Linked DNA regions of Danio rerio: region 1 is linked to region 2. A link is a contact called in public HiChIP or PLAC-seq data. All regions are on one chromosome and are shown on one strand. Each heading gives the region's core, a stretch centred on a gene start, on an enhancer-like site or on the middle of the called end of the contact. The rest is flanking DNA. Distances are from core to core; before and after follow the strand shown. Region 1 holds the start of reep2 (receptor accessory protein 2). Region 2 holds the start of smim19 (small integral membrane protein 19).

Region 1 (4,686 bases), core at 581-3,080, 350 kb after region 2:
TTACTCCCAACAGACACACAATCTCACCACAGCATATAAAATTTCACTTGCACCATTACCTCAACTTAAACTCACTATTACAACACTTAAGAGGCTGCCTATTTCCATTGATGCTAAAGTAGAATAAGTATCCACAAACAAAATCAGACTTTGTGATCAAAGTTACTCAGAGCAAACTTTATTAAAACAAATACCAGCCCTACTGTACACAAACCAGCATGTTTCATGATGCCATTGAAAGCAAACAGCCCATTAAGTGAATCATTTATGAAAGGGAGTTAAAGCGCATGGAGACGGATCTACACACAGAGAGACTAGATTAGATAGATGAGCTGCATGTGGAGCACGCATTTAGACACGTGCTGTCCTACAAACATGCTATTTTAGTGCTGATGTGACAAAATCTGAACGCTGTGCAATGGGAGATCAAATAGAAGATGTCAGGATACCGGACAGACCACACCTAGTGCAGTGCAGACAGTAGTTATCATGAGTGTGTCCCAATTCAATGTTCTATGGCTTAAAAGCATGCACTCTAAAAATACTGTGTTGATTTAACTCAAATTTGGGTAAAATATAGACAAACCTAATTGTTGAGTTTAAAAATGTATATATTTTTAGAAAAATCCAGCAGCTGGTTGTAACTGTTTTACCCAAATTTGAGTTGAAACAACCTAATATTTTTAAAGCATAGTTGCACTTATGATGCACTATACCAAATGTGCACTTGTGTGTAATGCATAATGAAGGATAGCGAGGCAGTCTGGCGCATGGCAGACCACATGCCCACTGTCCCATTTCAGCTCCCATAATGCATCTGCTTGCTACAGTTAAAGCCACAGCGAAGAGCATTCCGTGAGATTCAGCAAAACCATGATAATGATGCTTGATCTTTGTTTCTAATGGCCTAGATCCAGACCAACCAAAGTCATAACAATGAATTCAACCTCTCCCATTTGACTTTGGGATAATGTCCAAGTATTTGATCCCTCAGGAAATTTGTAATCGGAGTTGATGGACTCTGATGAGAATCAAAGTCACTTGACTGTAAATCCCACAACCCACCTGAGACCCAAGCATGAGAAATATGTGAGTCATATGGAACAGATTGGCCTCCTTCACATTACGTAACATTACCAGCATAGACAAATCAGCTGGGCAGGTAGGCTTTTAAAGAAAATCCTTAGAAACCCATTCTTTAACATGCATTATCTCTTGCTTTAAATACTGAAATGTTTGTGACATCATATTCTGTAACTGTTATATGAGCTGATGTGATGGATGTACTGCATGCAGAACATATGGGATGTTTGAAACCTGCCCATTTCTTTTAAAATCAAATATTTCTACATTTCATATTTTACATAGAAGTGTTTGGTAAATTACGTCACAATATCACACCACAGGGCATTTTGCTTCAGGTGAACATCTCACAACAAACAACACAAATGGTGAACCCTCGTCTGGATGAAGTCATCGCTTTGTTTAGCTCATTTACCTTTTTAATGCAAGTAATTTGATTATATTATCTTTAAAAAACCCTGAACTCCAAATGTAAATGATTCAACTTTTAAAAAATAAGCATAAAACGCTATTTTCATTCAAAAGGATCATGTATCCGCAGCAACACACAACGCAAACACGCGCGCGCCGCATAAACACTCACACCACCATCCGCGAAATGATCCACGACACCATCTTGAGCTCAGCAGGACTTTTCCTTATTTTAGTCGATTATTCAACATCTCCATTCCGACCCGACAGGAGTGATGCTGAATAACAGGAGGAATCCCGGTTTATCTTGTGTGTCTGTGTCTCTCAGTACAGCAGTGATGATGACGGGGAGCCGCTGCATATGCGCTCAGTCAGCCCGCGTCTCTTAAAGGGACAGTAACCTCTTTACACCTGCTCCGTTTATCAAAGCAACCTTCATTTATCTATTATACCAGTAGTTCTGAAGTGCATTTAAAATCACACTCACACATTACGTGAAAACCAGCGAGTGTGTTCCAAATAGGCACTATTCTATGCCATTTTGTGGTATAAATAGTGTAAGTTGCACTATCTGCTTAATTTTCACTTTGTGCAATATAAAGTATACATGAAATCAAAATATAGTTTTTTAGATGTTATTTTCAGTCTAAAGTTAGTCTATAAGCTTTTTTTCTCCAGAACAGTGACAAAGTTTGCATTAGGAAGGTGTAAAGCTTGCAATTTGTAGAGATTACGTTTTTTTTTTCTCCTCTCATAATTCAGTTTCTCATTAAATCTTCTGACCAATCAAACGCTCCCTTGTTTCTGACATGTTCCGGCCTCTTTAAGATGCTCTTGCACTTGAGCTTAACTACTCCCACTGGCAGTTTGATAAAAACAAAACGTTATTGGCTGTTTTAAAAAGGTGGAGGAGTTACTCTGTGTCCAGCCCAGTCCTCATGGTTCAGTTCAAATTACATCACACATCAAACAAAACTGTACATTTCACCCTTTAATACCCAGGTCAAGTACATATTCAACTGATAAATAGAAGTGTGGAATGTTGAACACACTTTCCTGCACTAAACGCTGACAGTTTTGATCACATTGCAGAAGTGGAGGGGCTAATGGGGGCTGAGCTGTGGTGGAAAGAGTACTGAAAAATAATACTCAAGTAAAAGTACCATTACTTGACCAAAAATGCAAGTAGAGTAAAAGTATCTGTTGTGAATATTACGAGTAAAAAGAAGCTCTTTTATAAGTTAAGAGTATAGTGAGTGTTAAGCTGTTAAAAGTTGATGCATTTGCATTCAGTTTGTGCAGGATGTAACATTCTGTAGTGCATTTAATGATCCTTCCTTCCTTTAATTGTTTGTGTGTTATGTCCTTCATTCATACATTCGTCTGTTTGTTTCTTCCTTCATTTGTTCACTCCTTTATTCATTCCTTCATTCTTTTGTTCCTTCCTTCATTTGGTTCTTTGTTCATGTATTCATTCATTCATTTCTCCTTCGTTCCTTAGTTTGTTCAGTCCTTCATTCATTTGGTCTTTGCTTCCTTCATTAGTTCAGTCCTCATTCATTCATTTTCTTTTCAGCTAATTCCCGTTATTCATCAGGGGTCGCCACAGCGGAATGAACCGCCCAGTTCGGTCCTTCTTTCCTTTATTTGGTCCTTCCTTCCATTCCTTGTTTGGCTCTTCCTTCATTCTGCCCTTTTTTCTAATTCTTCGATCCATTTAGTGATTGTTTAAGGCTGTTTGGTGATTTCAGTCTTCATAAAGTCAATATCCTTTATTTTCTTATCAGTGACGGTCTCTGGGTCATTGCGTGCAATGTTTTGGACATCTTCTTGGACATTTTTAATGGTTTCAAACAGTTTGCTGCATTTATAAAGGGCCTATGTCTTGAGGTTGTTCAGATGCGATTTACTTTCTATGTGTGATTTGATTGGACAGGAATCACAGGACTGATTTTTGTACTTAGCCAATCACCATAGACAAATAAATAAATTAGTGACTGCAGGTTGAAGGAAAACAGTGAAGTAAAAGTACCGATAATGCAATAAAAATGTACTCAAGGAAAAGTAAAAGTACACCATTTTAAAACTAGTAAATTACAATTTGAAAAATGATTACTAGTTACAGTCATAAAAGTATTTGTTATTTGCTACTTTAAACCCCTGGTGCTGAGGTTAGACTTTTTTTATTTTCATGATTTCACAGTATCACGATGACGCAGTGGACCTGGTCCAATATGGTGGGCCTTGTAATGCCCAGAGTTAATGCTCATACGACTGTGATGGTTGGGTTTAGGGTTGGGGAGCTGGAGACGATTGTCAATGGACCCTTTTCACAAGACTGTTATGACGCATTTAACGTTCATCATAATCTTAAATCCTTGAAAGTTTTTAATATTTAGATTTTTAAAAACGTATGAACGTTTATATGTATTTATGTACGTATTACATCACTGTTGCGTCAAATTATTAAAAGCAAATGATCGCTTATGCAAGGTGTTTGTAATGCAGCTTCTATGGGCGGGACAGCAAATTTGACATTATTCTCTCCTCTAGCAGCTGTCATCAGTCTCACTCTATTCTTTATTTTATTTTTTACTCTTTCTGAAAGGCTCGTGGAGTTTTTCTTTTATTATTTCAGACAATAAGATTGTAAAAAATATTTGTTACTCTTCACATTCACTGTGCTCTAAATTTACCCAACTATGATGACATCCGCTACTGAAAAAAACGTGTGAAAAAAATGTGAAAAGGGTTCATTGGGTAGTGGACCTGGTCCAGTTAGTCATTAAGCTATGACTCAAGTGCAAGCAAAATTCTCCAATGGATACAATTATACCTCCTCCCAATTGCTGTGGTACTCATGAAAGGTACTATTTTTAAGTTTGGTGATTTATTTTACTATAATTTAACAAATGTTAAGCATCATCTTCAATAGCATCTGGATGCAGCCTTTATGATGCAAGCTGAGATTGCATCACTCAGCGATTCTATGTCAGACACAATGCACTCAATGAAGTGAGTGACGTCACTGTGATGGTTAGGGTTAGGTGAGCCCATTAAAAAGCATTGGATGCAGCTCAGATTGCTCTGCATCAGGTCTGCATCCAGACCCCTCTCGTCATCTTGGAAACTATGAATTTCTGGTTAGTACAAAAAAAAAAAAAGGGTCAATTTGGCATAACACTAAACACA
Region 2 (4,569 bases), core at 769-3,268:
GTAACAGAAGACGGTACTTTCAGACCAAATTTGCTTGATGGTGAAAGTGTGTACTGCAAAGAAAAAAAGAAATGTACTATTTACTCATCCTCAAGTGGTTCTGAACTAGTGCTGTTAAACAGTTAATGACTTCTAATACATACGACATTGTGGCTAATACAAAATTATGTAAACACTACGTCTACATAATAATTGTGTTTGTATTGTGTCTTTATTATGTTTATATAAATACACACAGTCGACATGGTGGCTCAGTGGTTAGCACTGTCGCCTCACAGCAAAAAGGTCATTGGTTGGAGTTCCTGGCATATCTGTGTGGAGTTTGCATGTTCTCCCCATGTTCATGTGGGTTTCCTCCAGGTGCTCCAGTTTCCCCGACAGTACAAAGATTTGGGCTAAAGGTGAATTAAATAAACTAAATTGGCTGTGGTGTTTGAGTGTGGGTGGAAATGAGTTTGTATGGATGTTTTCCAGCACTGTGTTGTGACTGTATGGGCATATATATATATATATATATATATATATATATATATATATATATATATATATATATATATATACACACACACACACACACACACACACACACACACACACACACACACACACACACATATATATATATATATATATATATATATATATATACACACACACACACACACACACACACACACACATGTGAACTGTGAACACTATTGTACTTTGATGCTCATTTGCTGCTAATATGATTTCCCTTTTTAGAATTTAGAAAGAATACTTTTCTGAAATTATATTAAGGAAAAAGTCTGAATATCCGAATATAATACCAACTTTACCCCTATTCATTTAAATATAAAGTGCTTTAGACAACGAAAAACGATCATTTCTAATTGTTTCAAACAATTTATATGAGCTGAATTTAAATTAACAGATTAAGTTGAACATTGCTAAATTTAATTTGTTTAAATTCAGCTTGTGTATATTGTTTGCAACAACTTCATTATTTTTTATTAAATCCAATGAATAATTTTTCTTCTGTGTAGTTTCATATTAATAAACACATTTCATTTCCCCAAATTAACATTTAAAAGAGTAAAAATTATTTTTTACAGTCTAAAGTAAAAGAACGATAAGCTGGTCATTTGAATAATGTAGAGAAAGATTGACAGGTGTCTTTTTCTAGCCATGACATGATTTACATGTAGCTTTAAAGCAATTTATGATACGTCACATTTCTGAATGCTAAGTTAGTTAGTTTTAAAGACCTTACCAGCAACCCCAAATTAGAGCGTTGAATATACTTCAGAACTCCTCGTAGCGACATTATTAAACTTTACGCTGTGAGGTCGTTCTCTGTAGTGTTTTTGTTAGGAAAGTTAGAGCACAGCAGCTGTTTCAGAATCATATGTTCTCCTCGGCAGCCAATCAGCGAGAGATAATCCGACACGCCTCCTGCTTGTTCAACCAATAGCATCCCTGGATGTAATTTCCTGTTTACAGTTCTGGAGGAAATGAGGCAAATTGAAATTACGGAAGCATTGTCAAAGTAAAAGTTTGATTTTGTGAAAGCGAAAGAATGAAAGTGTAAAGATTAAATAATTAAAAAAGAAAACATTTAAATAACAAAGACGTTTAATATACGTGTATAAAACATAAAGACAGTCAAACATTTGGCCATTTTACACAAAGGTAGTCTGTAATTAAAACAATATTTTAAATATTTGTAAGTATAAACTACAATTATATTAAAACAATTACTAAGCTTCTGAATTTTAGAGCTTGACAACTCTCGATTTAGGATAATTTAAGTAAAAATTATAAAATGTATATAAAAATATAAATACAATCATATATGATATACAATAAAATTAGTTTTACACACAATATATTCAGTGTAACATAATATGTATAAAAAGTCACAGCTAAAAGTGGATAGTCCCAATAATCCCAATTTTCTTAAATTAGTCATAAATTAGGTAACTGTTTTGGCTAGCTGATGTTTAACCTGTCAAGCGGTTGCATTGGGCTTTTATTTTGAAGTCTGCAACATCTTCGTCTCGCTCATCCGGAACTGAATGTTTGTTGTTGGAGTCGTTGATTTTGATGCTAAATGATTATAGTTTCTGTTGTATATTTTGCGCATTTTAATAAACGCACAATAATCTCCTCGTTATGGGTGGCTACGGGGTGATGGCAGATGAGGAGTCTCTAGATTATTCGGTACACGAAGCCTGGAACGAGGCCACTAATGTTTACTTGCTGGTTATTTTGGTCAGTTTTGCCCTGCTAATGTACGCCAGAAAGTAAGTGTCCATTTCATGTCATATTTAATAACTACGTGGCCATACATTTAAATTGAGCTGTAAATAAGACCATAATGACTGAAAAAGGCTGTCAAGTCTCGATGTCATAGTAGATTGTGATCTCTCTGATATACAAAACGTCCATTGAAAATGTCTAACACTAGCATATCTTTTATTTAGAAACAAGAGGAAGATTATGCGCATATTTACACTGCCACCGACAGTCGGCAGCTCATCGGAGCCAAACTTCTACGACAGTCTGCAGAAGGTCCGACTCAGACAACAACTGGAAATGTATTCACTGGGTAGGTTATTCTTATTTTATGTGGGAAAATTATCTTCTCGCATTTTCAAAACAGGTACCATAGCTTCTGCTCAAATTCCATGCAGTTGTTAAACATGTAAACATGCATTATTCACCAGTTAAGTGATGAAGAAAATTCTGATAAATTTCAGTCAGATGATTTATAAACTTCTGTGGTCCCATTCTGTGGACCCATTAGAAGTTTTTAAATCATCTGAAATTTGAATATTTTCCTGGGGTTTTGCTTATTTTAGAAACAAAAAACTACAACAACTTATTTTTTAATTCCACAATCAAAAAATGCATTGAAGTGTATTAAAATGGAGCAGAAAGTCTTAAATTATTAACTTGCTCATTCACTTACTTTCCATCAACTATGGCCAGTTTAGTTTATCCAAATTCTCCTCATTTATTTTCTTTTCAACTTAGTCCCTTATTAATCCGGAGTCGCCACTGCAGAATAAACCGCCAACTTATACAGCAGGTTTTACGCAGCAGATGCTCTTCCAGCTGCAACCCATCTCTGGGAAACATCCATACACACTTATTTACACAAGTACACTGGACAATTTTGCTTAGCCAATTTAAAATTAAGTCTTAAATTAAAGTCATGACGATAAATTTTGCAAACACTACAATTATTGTCTTGTTTTACAACACAAATATTAAAAAACCCTAAAATCAACTGTCAAATCAAAGATTTTAAAATATATTCGATCTGTTGTAAGCTGTATTTTTTAACTTTCTAATGAAACTCATTTTGTTCTCCCATATTCACAAAACAGTAATAAATAAACAAAACAATTTGAAATAACATAAGTGATAATACAGGAAATGTAAATAATATAATAGTAATAATGAAGCTGTTAGTAAAATAATAATATATGTGGCATGGATGAATATTAACAGAGTAATCCACTATTTTGTGGATGGGGTTACAAATGACATATTTCACCTGAAACTTAGAGCTAAATGACAGGATTAAAATCACTTTATTCCATTGTCTGTTAAAATTCTTGATTCTGATTGGCTGGAGGGTGTACATTATTTTCGTTGTAATGCACAGGTAGGTCCAATCAGTCTTGATCACAGTTCAAAATAAATGCGCCACTCCCAAACGTGTAAAGGTACCATAGCAATTTGCATGTGCTGCACAGGAAACCGACGAGGACTGTTGATGGTGGACGGGAATTACGCAAAATTAGACATAAAAAAACTGTTTGTAAAATCACACACACACACACACAGTTTTACTTTCTGTAAGTCATTCCGTGTGATTTTATAAGCTTTTTGAAAAATGTCCGCAATGTCCTCATATTTCTCCACCTGTTTGTAATACCTGTCATACCTATGTCAATACAGATTTGTGTTCTGATATGTCACAAACACACACACAAAACACATGAGTAATTCTTGCTGCATTGCAATAAACTTTGTTTGCCCTTTAATGTTTTTCTTTATATAGTATTGTGGTATTAAGCACATGTATAGTGAATAAAATATATAAAACATAATGTCCTTTTAAACACTGGTTCTTATTTTTTATTTGAATTTTAATTTCTATAGCTTATTTGTTTATGACAAAAATTATAAAACACTTTTGTTGTTTTAGATTGTTAATAACACTTTTTTAATAAAATCTTAATTTTCATTGGTATATTCAGTGGTTGCAAATCAATGAAAGCCCACTGTAAGTTGTCATTACAGTTTTCATTATACATGTATTTTATCTCTAAAGACCTGGCTTTACAGACAAAACTTATGTTAAGCCTGGATTCAATTCTGATATTTGAGTAATATATATCATTAAAAACATTATATGTTTCATCATGTGATAAAACAATGATGCAGCTTTATTTTAAGACATGTCGGTGCAAGATCATTTAAGTTGAAACATCTCAGATGCATTTAAGTCCATCTAATTAAAAAAGTATAAAAGCAGCTGTCCATTAAAACACATTATCCAGGCACATGGAATAT

What was found. HiChIP or PLAC-seq counts read pairs in DNA pulled down with a chosen protein or histone mark.
Region 1: an H3K4me3 HiChIP or PLAC-seq map of embryo shows a contact between it and region 2, with 3 times the contacts expected there. The contact joins the promoter of reep2 here to the promoter of smim19 in region 2. A contact is called at or near these places in 2 of 4 datasets of contacts at active chromatin or transcription factors (caudal fin and embryo).

Annotation. Positions count from the first base shown.
Region 1 is chr14:25,905,004-25,909,689 of GRCz12tu, forward strand. It overlaps reep2 (receptor accessory protein 2), which reads right to left and starts at 1,831. Exons shown (of 8, transcript NM_001030227.1): 1 at 1,667-1,831. The coding sequence starts at 1,698. It also overlaps a transcript of aldob not described here.
Region 2 is chr14:25,549,895-25,554,463 of GRCz12tu, forward strand. It overlaps smim19 (small integral membrane protein 19), which reads left to right and starts at 2,019. Exons shown (of 3, transcript NM_001025535.2): 1 at 2,019-2,285; 2 at 2,466-2,590. The coding sequence starts at 2,155. si:ch211-175m2.5 reads right to left here and starts at 1,394. Exons shown (of 5, transcript NM_001198864.1): 1 at 1,253-1,394; 2 at 1-53. The coding sequence starts at 1,306. It also overlaps a transcript of aldob not described here.